Regions from separate parts of the Mus musculus genome. Here regions 1 and 3 are each linked to region 2. Evidence: chromatin contacts called from public HiChIP or PLAC-seq data. All regions are on one chromosome and are shown on one strand. Each heading gives the region's core, a stretch centred on a gene start, on an enhancer-like site or on the middle of the called end of the contact. The rest is flanking DNA. Distances are from core to core; before and after follow the strand shown. Region 1 has its middle 22 kb from the start of Gm51783. Region 2 overlaps Cpm (carboxypeptidase M). Region 3 has its middle 40 kb from the start of Gm51783.

The links. HiChIP or PLAC-seq counts read pairs in DNA pulled down with a chosen protein or histone mark.
Region 1: an H3K4me3 HiChIP or PLAC-seq map of forebrain shows a contact between it and region 2, with 3 times the contacts expected there. The contact joins two enhancer-like sites. A contact is called at or near these places in 9 of 39 promoter capture datasets (embryonic stem cells, epiblast stem cells, frontonasal cranial neural crest and 6 more), 28 of 484 Hi-C or Micro-C datasets (DN3 thymocytes, the G1E-ER4 cell line, the HPC-5 cell line and 18 more), 20 of 115 datasets of contacts at active chromatin or transcription factors (the 230-238 cell line, CD8 T cells, SST interneurons and 14 more) and 3 of 9 other capture datasets (adipose tissue, liver and pancreatic islet).
Region 3: a contact with region 2 is called in an H3K4me3 HiChIP or PLAC-seq map of embryonic basal ganglia, with 2.3 times the contacts expected there. The contact joins two enhancer-like sites. A contact is called at or near these places in 2 of 15 datasets of contacts at CTCF or cohesin (CD8 T cells and large pre-B cells), 5 of 484 Hi-C or Micro-C datasets (B cells, bone marrow-derived macrophages, cerebral cortex and 2 more), 15 of 115 datasets of contacts at active chromatin or transcription factors (CD8 T cells, T-cell acute lymphoblastic leukemia, craniofacial prominence and 11 more) and 3 of 9 other capture datasets (adipose tissue, liver and pancreatic islet).

What each region holds. Positions count from the first base shown.
Region 1 is chr10:117,477,070-117,480,745 of GRCm38.p6, reverse strand. No RefSeq gene overlaps it. Among named protein-coding and RNA genes, the nearest start is that of Gm51783, 22 kb to the right of the region's middle. Within about 2 kb of position 2,400, at least 35 of the 459 cell types and tissues checked have an H3K27ac peak or open chromatin away from gene starts, as enhancers often do. A contact at or near this core is called in SST interneurons and forebrain, where this site is marked.
Region 2 is chr10:117,674,403-117,677,861 of GRCm38.p6, reverse strand. It overlaps Cpm (carboxypeptidase M), which reads right to left. Exons shown (of 9, transcript NM_027468.1): 7 at 1,770-1,922. Among named protein-coding and RNA genes, the nearest start is that of Gm25709, 14 kb to the right of the region's middle. Within about 2 kb of position 2,036, at least 87 of the 459 cell types and tissues checked have an H3K27ac peak or open chromatin away from gene starts, as enhancers often do. A contact at or near this core is called in SST interneurons, embryonic basal ganglia and forebrain, where this site is marked.
Region 3 is chr10:117,494,716-117,497,991 of GRCm38.p6, reverse strand. No RefSeq gene overlaps it. Among named protein-coding and RNA genes, the nearest start is that of Gm51783, 40 kb to the right of the region's middle. Within about 2 kb of position 1,706, at least 5 of the 459 cell types and tissues checked have an H3K27ac peak or open chromatin away from gene starts, as enhancers often do. A contact at or near this core is called in embryonic basal ganglia, where this site is marked.

The DNA of each region.
Region 1 (3,676 bases), core at 1,151-3,650, 200 kb after region 2:
AGCATCCAGACTAGCGTTTGACAGTATGACTAGGTCCCGTAGCTTAGCTAAATGACACATAAAAACCAGTATCACAACATTCATCATGGTGGTTCACATTCATAATTTCTGTTCCGGGAACATATCAATATGAGGATTGTGGGTTAGAGGCTAGCCCTGTAGACACCTGTCTCAAAACAAACAAACAAACAAACAAAACCACCTCATTGAGTCATAAAATTCGTGGAAGCATCCCCTCCAGCGGCTGTTGGTTTCTTTCCTGAATCCAGAAAAATTATATATTATCCCACATGCACGGGGGTGGGGTAGGGGAGTGGCATACACTTCCTCCCATTTCCACCAGCCACGCCCACCCAGTGGCAGCCATTGGGGAACACAGTTTCTACCCAGGAGGAGTGGGAGGTAAGTCTGTGATCATCATCTGTCTCAGGGAGGCAGAGTCAATGTTTCTGCCTTCAGGGACTCTCTGGGGAATGTTTTGTTAATCAAGATAAGGCATCTACCATAGGCAGATGTGACCGAAAGACTGAGCTCCGGCTCAGCACAGAGACCCCACCATGCCTGCGGAACACACAGGTAAAGATGTCGGAAGGCAGCCAGACATGAAGGTCTGCCTGGTCCGGGAGACACAAGGTCATTGGAGACAAAAACTTGGAGACTCTTTAGTGAATCAAAGAACAGTGGAGGAACGGGGGTGAAGTGTTAAAGGAACTAGCGGGGGACACGGAGTTGGTGAAGGAGCAGGGGTTGTGTGTTTTTACTTTTGTAGTACAGGCTCACCCATGTAGCCCAGGCTGGCTCTGAATGGGCAGTGATTTTCCTGTCTCAGCCCTAGGTGCTAGAACTGCAGGCACGTGCTACCCACTCCTCAAGGTGAAAGGCTTTTAGGCTGAGCATTGGCTAAGGAGACCAGGAAAAACCTGAGCATGGCGGCTCACTCCTTTAATCCCAACACTCCAGAGGCAGAGGCAGGCACACATCTGTGAGTTTGAGGCCAACTTGGTCCATTTAGTAAGTTCTAGGACAGCCAGGACTCCACAGTGAGATTCAAAATCCAAAGCAAAACAAAAAATAGTTAAGGAAGAAGAACTTCTTTTAAAAGAAAGGAAGGAAGGGAGGGAGGGAGGAAGAAGGAAGGAAGGAAGGAAGGAAGGAAGGAAGGAAGGAAGGGAGGGAGGAAGGAGGGAAGGGAGAAAGGAGGGAAGGGAGGAAGGAAGGAGGGAAGGGAGGAAGGAAGGAGAGAAGGGAGGAAGGAGGGAGGGAAGGGAGGAAGGAGGGAAAGGAGGAAGGAGGGAAGGAAGAGAGAGATAGAGGGGTCAGGAGTCAAATGGTCCAGAAACCCAAAGAGAATTCCTGAGATCTCATTGTCCTTAGAGAGTAGTCTCTGTTTTCTACATTTAAAAGCCCTATCTGAGTTCTCCTCTGGGGAAGATCTGATAGAGCGGTTTACACTAAGATTGTATCTGAGTTCGTGGCACTGGGCTGAGAACAAGCAGTTTTCTTCCCTTTTTTGCCCAAGATATGAAAGAAAATGAAGAACAGAGTGTGGTGCTCTGTGTCAGAAGGAGGGAGGGCAAAGGTGTAGGGGCAGGAGACAGAGGTGGAACCCTTGTCTGTGGTAGCAGGAAGTCAGTAGCCAATGTTCCAAGCTGACTAGTCAAGAGATACTGATAAGAGACATGAAAGTAACCATCTAATCCCGGTATGAACTGCCCCCACCCACAACTGCTTAATAACAACAAATGCAATAATAAAAATGCCAAAATAACTCATTCAACTGTGTGTCCCCGTGCTGGGATTAAGGGGGTGCCCCGCCATTCCCAGCTTTTCATGTTTCATCAAGTCTTTTCATAGCCAAGGAAACCCAAGCTCACGCTGGAGGGTCACCGGTTTGAGTCCAGAACTACAGAGTGAGTTCAGGGCCAACCTAAGCAACTTAATGACACCCTGTCTCAAAGTAAAACGTAAAACCCAAAGTGGAATGGAGATTTAACTCTGCGATGAGAAAGCTTGCCTATCTTGTATAAAGGCCTCCTATATTTCACCCCAATTACTGCCAACAAAACAAACAAAAAGCCAAGAGCAACACTTCCACCACAACCAGCAGTACAAATGTAGGCGTGCTGCTGTTGTGAGCATGCGTGGAGCTGGGGCGGGTGGGTGGGAGGGAGGGCTGTATATTATGGATAGGTTCTCCTTGTACATGCTCCATCACTGAGCCCGGCTTCTCTGGTGTTGCTCTGATACTCCACGTCTGCTGGGTGCGTTACCAGGAGAGAGCAGGATGGAGTCCCTTCATCCCTCTGTGTGGAAACAGCGCCGCCGCCGTTTATGCTCCAAGGTCACACAAAAACTCCTGGAAGCCTGAATCCTGAAGTCTGAACTGCGCATTGGCCGGCCTGTCTCTTTGACCACGGCTGTCTGAATCAGTACAGCGTTCCCGGCTCGCCTTGCAGAATCAGGGCTAGGGTGAACAGGGACGCAGCGTGAACAGTCATGCGTGAAAGCAGCTTACAGCTCAAACAGAAAAGGAGCTGAGGAGGAGGCAGAGACGGAGTATCCGGAGTTAATGACCTCTTTCAGAAGGAACCTGATCCCAAATGTGACTTAATCCCAATAATCAGCTTCTTACCTTTGCCATGGGAATATTGTTGGTTTCTCTTCGGGCCATTCGGGGCGTCTGCAGACATTGTCTGAGCATTTACAACATGTCAGCCATTCCCTAGGCCAGCGGTTTCTCAGTCTTCCCTAGTGCTGTGGCCCTTAATACAGTTCTTCATGTTGTGATGGCCTCCAACTGTAAGATTATTGTTGTGGTCACTTCATAATCGTATTGTTACTACTGTTCTAAATTGTAATGTAAGTATCTGGTGTGTAGGCTAACTGATATGTGACCCCTGTGGAAGGGTCGCTCGACTCCCACTAAGGAGTCACAGCCCACAGTTTGAGCACTGCTGCTCCAGGCCTTGGGGTGGAAGAGGAAAAGTAAGAAAGTCTGGAAAATGGATACAGTCACAAGGATAAAGGTCAGGTGTGGACCATTAAAGAAGTAACCAGGACACTGGTTGTGGTAGCACACAGCTTTAGTAGCACACACACTGGGGAGGCAGAGGCAGATGGATTTTAGTGAGTTCAAGGCTAGCTTGGTCTACAGTGCAAGTTCCAAAAGGGCTACACAGAGAAACCCTGTCTTAAAAAAAAAAAATAAAAAATAAAATAACTTGGAACAAGAGACCGGTCAATGAAAGCAACTACATTGGAGATCTGGACAAGTTATGTAATTTGCTGAGCGCAATGAAAACTGAAAGGGACTCTTATTGAGCAGCTACTAAGAATTTTGAGATGGATCTGGAGAGATAGCTTAGTGGTTAAGAGTACTAACTGCTCTTCCAGAGGTCGTGAGTTCAATTCCCAGCAACCACATGGTGACTCATAGCCATCTGTAATGGGATCTGACGCCCTCTTCTGGTGTGTCTGAAGACAGTGACAGCATACTCACATATATACAATAAATAAATAAACCTTTTTAAAAAATTAATAATTTCTTACCAGTTGGGACATCTTCTGGATATATGCTCAGGAGAGGTATTGCTGGATCCTCCGGTAGTACTATGTCCAATTTTCTGAGGAACCGCCAGACTGATTTCCAGAGTGGTTGTACAAGCCTGCAATCCCA
Region 2 (3,459 bases), core at 787-3,286:
GAACTCTTACTCCAACTTCCGATCATACTGACGTTTAACACTTTTGTGAGCTTTCAAAACAGGACACCAGCCTAAGAGCTTGACGCCTACACCGGCTTCTGTCCTTCAGGCAAAGAAAGGCCCGCGTGCTACATCAGAGGTTTCTCTTTCCCACAGAGGGCAGGTCTGAGCCTTTCAGATGAGTCACCATCTTAGACACACAAACTTCCTAGCACTTGGTGAACTCTTTCAATGAATGAACAGCGTGGCAGAGACCAGGGAGTGTCTATATAGGAGCATTTGCCCTCATCACCTACAGACAGTTCTCTCTGACATCATCACCTACAGACAGTTCTCTCTAACATCATCACCTACAGACAGTTCTCTCTGACATCATCACCTACAGAGACAGTTCTCTCTGACATCATCACCTACAGAGACAGTTCTCTCTGACATCATCACCTACAGAGACAGTTCTCTCTGACATCATCACCTACAGACAGTTCTCTCTGACATCATCACCTACAGAGACAGTTCTCTCTGACATCATCACCTACAGAGACAGTTCTCTCTGACAGCAGGCAGGGCACTAATGTGGAGCAAGACTTTCTAATAAGTAGCAACAACCACATCAGTATTTTGAAATAGTTTCTTTTTTTTTTTTTAAAGTCAGAAAAAAATATTCCTGTCTTAAACCACAAGGGGGCAGGATTGACGTGCTAATAAACCTACTGTTATCTGAGTTCTCAGCAGATTACAGGGACAGGCGGGTGGAAAAATATTCTTGATACGGCCTAATTAAATGGACTCATAAACTCAATATACCATTGCCAACGATGCTTATGCTATTATTTATTACTTATTATTTATCGGGCTGCACAGCTTCTGCACACTAATACCGTATTAAACATGGCATGCGAAGCTGGCCCTGATTCAGCGCTCTGTGGATCATCCCATCATCCCGATGGCTAGATTAAAAGGCGACAGAGAGGGCAGCGAGGGGCAGAGACATATTCATGTCTTGTTACACCTCCTTGATGATAGTGACGAAGGGTGACTTCACAAAAGAATTCAGAGTGACTTACTAAAGAATCAGTATCGGGAGAGCCTTAATGGATGATGGTTCAGTTATTCCAGGACTCACGGGAAAAGGCCAGCGGAAACTGAAATGTCAGAATAACAACCAAGGACCCAGCACGGTGATTACGTAAGGTGGAGGGAGCCAATGATATGTTTGTAATGTTATAAAGGTGCCGGCAGCACTCGGTTTTATTTTCAAATTTTTACATTTGCTTATTTACATATTTATTGTCTTGGGGAGGCCCCCGTGCTCTATGGCATAAGAGTTTGGAGGTCAGAGGACAGTAGTCAGGTCTCTCCTTCCACCCTGTGGGCTCCCAGGATGAACGGAGGGCACCAGGCTTGGCGCAGGCGCATTTACCTGCAGAGCCACGCAGCGGGCTACAACTAGGCTTCTGATTGAAGATGTTGCAAGAGTACATCCGGTTTTCCTGATCTTTTTGCCAGATTTGCATATCATTCCATATGTAAAATTGGGGGAACTCTGGGCTTTTACGCCCTCAAAACAAGTGACTCATCCTCTCTTACGAACGAACAGCTAAGCCTAGCATCTCTCACACACTGTAGATAACACGTTGAGAATTCAAACCCTTAGTCCTGGCATAGAAAACCAGGTCCAGCCCCAAGTCCCCGGAGGAGGTTTTGTATATGCTCGACGCAAAGGTTCTACCCACGCTGTGAGTGTTAACAAGAAGATATAGGACACAAACCTAGGTGCACCTGTTTTATATATTCGATCAAAGAGGCTTTGTTATCGTTCCAAAAGAGCGGCAGCTTCTCCTCGCGAGGATATTTACAGCACGACAGCTCCAGGGTAATTTCAAAGCACTGGGCCCAGATGTAGTTGTAATCTTGCATTCCCCCTGCAAAGCAAGCACATCTCATTTTTGTTAAGGACCAGTGGTGGAAGGGAGCCAAGTATCACGTGCCCGGGAGACGAGCGAATGAGAAAAAGAGGCATTGGCTGTGAATTAACACATCCGTCACGTGGGGCTTCACAACTCATCACGTGATCAGACAGACACGGGGTCCCGTGAGGTAGCTGGGGTGCAGCTGACTGAAACTCAGTTATGCACCAAAATTAAGTCAGAGATGGGAAATGATTTCCCCCTCCCTTAAAATCCTACATTTCAAGAGCACCCCTCCCCCTTAAATTGCATTCTAACTAGAAAGGAGTAGGGGCGTGGTTAGAGGGTAGAGGCTACATTTTATGTGGGTACAGGCTGTTTTTAAGAAGAGGTTCAGAGGAGGACAGGACACGGTGTAAATGGGGCACTCATGTTCTCAAAGACATTTTAAGTTAAAAATATTGCAAAAAGGAAAATTTAGTTTATTGACTCTACTGCAAAAAGGTAGTGGGATAAACAGGCTGGGAAAGACAGCAGAATATGATTGTTTTTTAAAGTATTTCTGTAGGGCTGGAAAGACGGATACTGGTACTTTCCCAGCAAACTTGAGTTCGGTGCCCAGTACCCGCATCAGGTGGCTCCAGGCCAGGGGATTTGACCCCTTTCTTTTGGTCTCCTGCACACATGTGGCATAGACTCACACAAACATACACGCATACACAAAAAACAAAACGAAAAAAGCAGATCTTTAAAAATATTTCTGTAAACTATAAAATTAATTAAACTAAAATCAGAGACACTGGTTTTAGAGGAATAATAATAATGTTTATATTACTGAGTTTTCAGGGGTTGTTTTTTTAGATTCTTTCCTAAGATCTTTATGCCATCTCATGGAATCTGTCTGAACAGTCCTTGAGGGCAGCAGGTCCAGGGACTCCTGCCCATGGGTGGCAGAGAGCAGGGTGCAGCCTTGTGGCTTTGGTCTTCTTTATGACAAGATGTCTCTGAGACTCAGAGAAGATGCTACTGACTTTAGGAAGGCTCAGACACAGGTGCGTGTGGCTTCCAGCTGTCACTGCTCTTGTGTGCTTTATAATTCTTTGACATTAGGAGACCCTAAATTCAAAGGGTTATAGTTACTGTGTATTTTACAGGGCATGAAATTTCGTATATGACATCTCTGGATTTATGTGTCTTAAAATTTCATGTCTGAAAAATGTGTATTTAACAGAGAGGATTTTATTTCCTGGTGGTATGTTATATTTTATACGAATGACAGCTTAGATTTGATGAAATGAAGTCCCCCCCCCCCCCACTCCTCTTCTCTTTCTGTAATATATACTGAGCTCTAGCCAGAATCTCATTATACCAGTTCAGTGGTCCACCACCAAGCCACACCATCAGCCCTATAGTAACTTTGAAGGAAGTAGATTACACCTTATTACACACAGTATCTGATCTGGTTTGAATGTGAAATGCCCTTCCATAGGATCATGTGTCTGGGCACTCAGTCCTTGGCTGCTCCTGGCAGAGGCAGGGCCACAGTGATAGG
Region 3 (3,276 bases), core at 457-2,956, 180 kb after region 2:
AAGCAAAGTCCAGAAGGGAGCCGTGGCACCAGATCAGGATGTTTGAAGGGCACCGAGGATGGACAGGAGGGTAGAACTCTCTCCAGCTTGGAGAAATCTTACCAAGGCTCTTCTCTGTGAAGATCAAATGGGGTAGTTTTCTGTTTTGGTTTTTAGCTTAGATATAACTTATCCATAGAGTAAAAAGTGTATTTTTAATGTGTGCAACGTGGTTAAAAATGTATGTAGTCTATACCTATGTAACAACCATTCTGTCCATAGGTAAACTGCTTCTGTTCTCCTGTGGTGCTCAATCAGGACCCCTACAGTCTGTAAGCCCTCGAAGGTAACGTCAGTCTGCGGTCCTTCTCCATGGACTTGTTGACCCCGAGCTTCCTGAAGACGGGATCGTGAGCTACTTATGGTACATGTTCTTCTGCTTTGGCCTTCTTTCCCTGGATACTAAGCCTATCGGTTCACAAGCCCTGTTGTGTGAGCACGGATTCATTCTTGTTATTACTGTGTGGCGGCCCATTATACAACCATCCTAGAGTTTATTATCCCATTCTGCTATGGTTGAACAGGTGAGTTGCTTACAGCTTTGTGTTATTAAGAAGAAAGCACCAGGGCTGCAGAGATGGCTCAGAGGTTAAGAGCACTGACTTCTCTTCCAGAGGTCCTGAGTTCAATTCCTAGCAACCACAAGGTGGCTGACAACCATCTGTGATGAGATCTGACGCTCTCTCCTGGGGTGTCTGAAGACAGCTACAGTGTACTTACATGTAATAAATAAATAAACCTTTGGGCTAGAGCAAGTGGGCCTGGAGAGAGAAGAAAAAGTGTCTGAAGACAGCTACAGTGAACTTACATGTAATAAATAAATAAATCTTTCAAAAGAAGAAGAAAGCACCATCAACCTTTGTTGTATATGTGTTTTCTGTTGAGTAGACGACTTCCTCTTCCTCTTCCTCTTCCTCTTCCTCTTCCTCCTCTTCCTCTTCCTCTTCTTCTTCCTCTTCCTCTTCCTCTTCCTCTTCCTCCTTCTCCTCCTCCTCCTTCTTCTTTTTTTCCTCTTGGAAATAGAACCAGGAATGAAATCGCCAGACTGTATGGTGATTTATAATTGACCATTTTCTTGACTTAGTACACTTTACACACCCATCCAACACACATGAGCGAACGTTCCAGTCTGTCCACATTCTCACACTCACTTGGAATTGTCATCCTTTTTTTATGTTCGCCATTCCGTGGGATGTGAAGTGCTGTTCAGCAGAGGGAGACACCGGGGAAGAGCCTCGCCGGCCTCCAGCTCCTCAGTTACCTCCTTACATAAAGCACTCTTTAGTCAAAAAATAGAAGTAGACTACGGATGTTTTAAAGTGTATTTCTCTGGAGCCCAGTGATGCTGACTGGGTACAGCTCTGTATGAACACAGTAGTCACTTAGGATCCATTTCCCAATGAGAGTCACAATGGTTTTAGAAGTCCGTGGGAGGAAATCAACTGCTTTCAGCCTTATTGTCCTCTGCTCTGCCGCTTTATTGTGTTCAATAAATACTTGTGAATTTCCCTGACAAAGTGAGGCTTTCACTCAGTCCCCACTCTATATTCTCCTTAGAGTGCAATCAAATGAACAAGAAATAATGGCACGGCATGCTGTGGCTAGCTCTGGGGTTTCGCCTCATTGAATCCTGGTTTCCCTGAGAACTATTCCAGACTTGGGTTCATCACGTGTGTGTCACGTGATGTGACCCCCTGCGTCTATAAGTTCCATTCACGCACCAGGAGAGCAGCCCAGCACAGAGAGAGGCTTAGAAAGCTCCACTATAGACAGAGAGGACTGGAGAGGATATGCACAGAGTGAAGCAGGAAAGCAGTCAGCGGGCAGTGCAGCAAAGAGACACACGTGGTTCTGGGGTTCCGCTCCTGCTTCCATGGAGCCTCGGCTGCTTTCCTTCCTCACGCCTGTTCTTGGTTCTCTGAAATCCCTCAGAGTCGCCATTTTGAGGGATGCTAATGTGATGGCGCTTTTATTACTCCCTCACACAACTCACTGTGTGAAGGAGCTCTCGAGCTTCCAGGGGTGACCTCCATTCCAAGGCCCCGCCTTCAGGCATACCTTGCAAAATGCTAAATGTTTTACATTAAATTCAGTAAATGATAGGAACGAAATTAAAACTAGGAGAAGACAAAGAGAGAGAGAGAGAAAGAGAGAGAGAGAGAGAGAGAGAGGAAGAAGAAGAAGAAGAAGAAGAAGAAGAAGAAGAAGAAGAAGAAGAAGAAGAAGAAGAAGGAAAGGAAAAGGAAAAGGAAAAGGAAAAGGGAAAGGGAAAAGGAAAAGGAAAAGGAAAAAAAGAGAAAGAAACCATAGGGTCTCAGTTACATTTTTCTTTTCCCTATTGTGGTTCGTTGTTTGTCAACTTAACACAGAAAAGTTATCTGGGAAGAGGAACCTCAATGGAGAAAAAAAAAAAAAAAAAAAGAATGCCTCCATCGAATCTCCTATGAGCCAGTCTTTAGGGCATTTTCTTGATCAGTTTGATAGGAGAGGGCCCAGCCCGCAGGAGGCAGTGCCAACCCTAGGCAGGCAAACCTGGGTTCTATAAGAAAGCAAGCTGAGGCTGGTGAGATGGCTCAGTGGGTAAGAGCACCCGACTGCTCTTCCGAAGGTCTGAAGTTCAAATCCCAGCAACCACATGGTGGCTCACAACCATCTGTAACAAGATCTGACGCCCTCTTCTGGAGTGTCTGAAGACAGCTACAGTGTACTTACATATAATAAATAAATAAATCTTTAAAAAAAAAAAAAAGAAAAGAAAGAAAGCTGAGCAAGTCATGGGAAACAAGCCAGCTAGCAGCATCCCTCCATGGCCTCTGCATCAGCTCCTGCCTCCAGGGTCCAGCAGTGACGGACTTTGATTAAAACATATAAACCAAAGAGATCCTTTCGTCATAGGCAGGTGACTAGAGACACTGTATTTGACCGCGGTGTTTGTCACAGTAATAGAAGGTGGACCAGGACGCCCACTGTGTGCCTTTGCTGCAGTCTTTATCTTCTTTAACTTTCTTTTTCCTCCTTTTTTTCTTGGCTTTGGAAAGCATAGAGTGTCCTCAGAAAAAGAACAGCCATAAAACGGTCTTGCAGCGCGAGTTGATGTTCTCCAAACCCTGGGCTGCTATATTTTTGTTTCCTATGAGAGAGGAGCCCTCTGCAACTATTGACTAAAGAGAAACCGTGCCTTGGTTGAGAGTTTGTCACCTTGTAGAGATAAAGGAATGAACCAGGTCCTCCATGAGC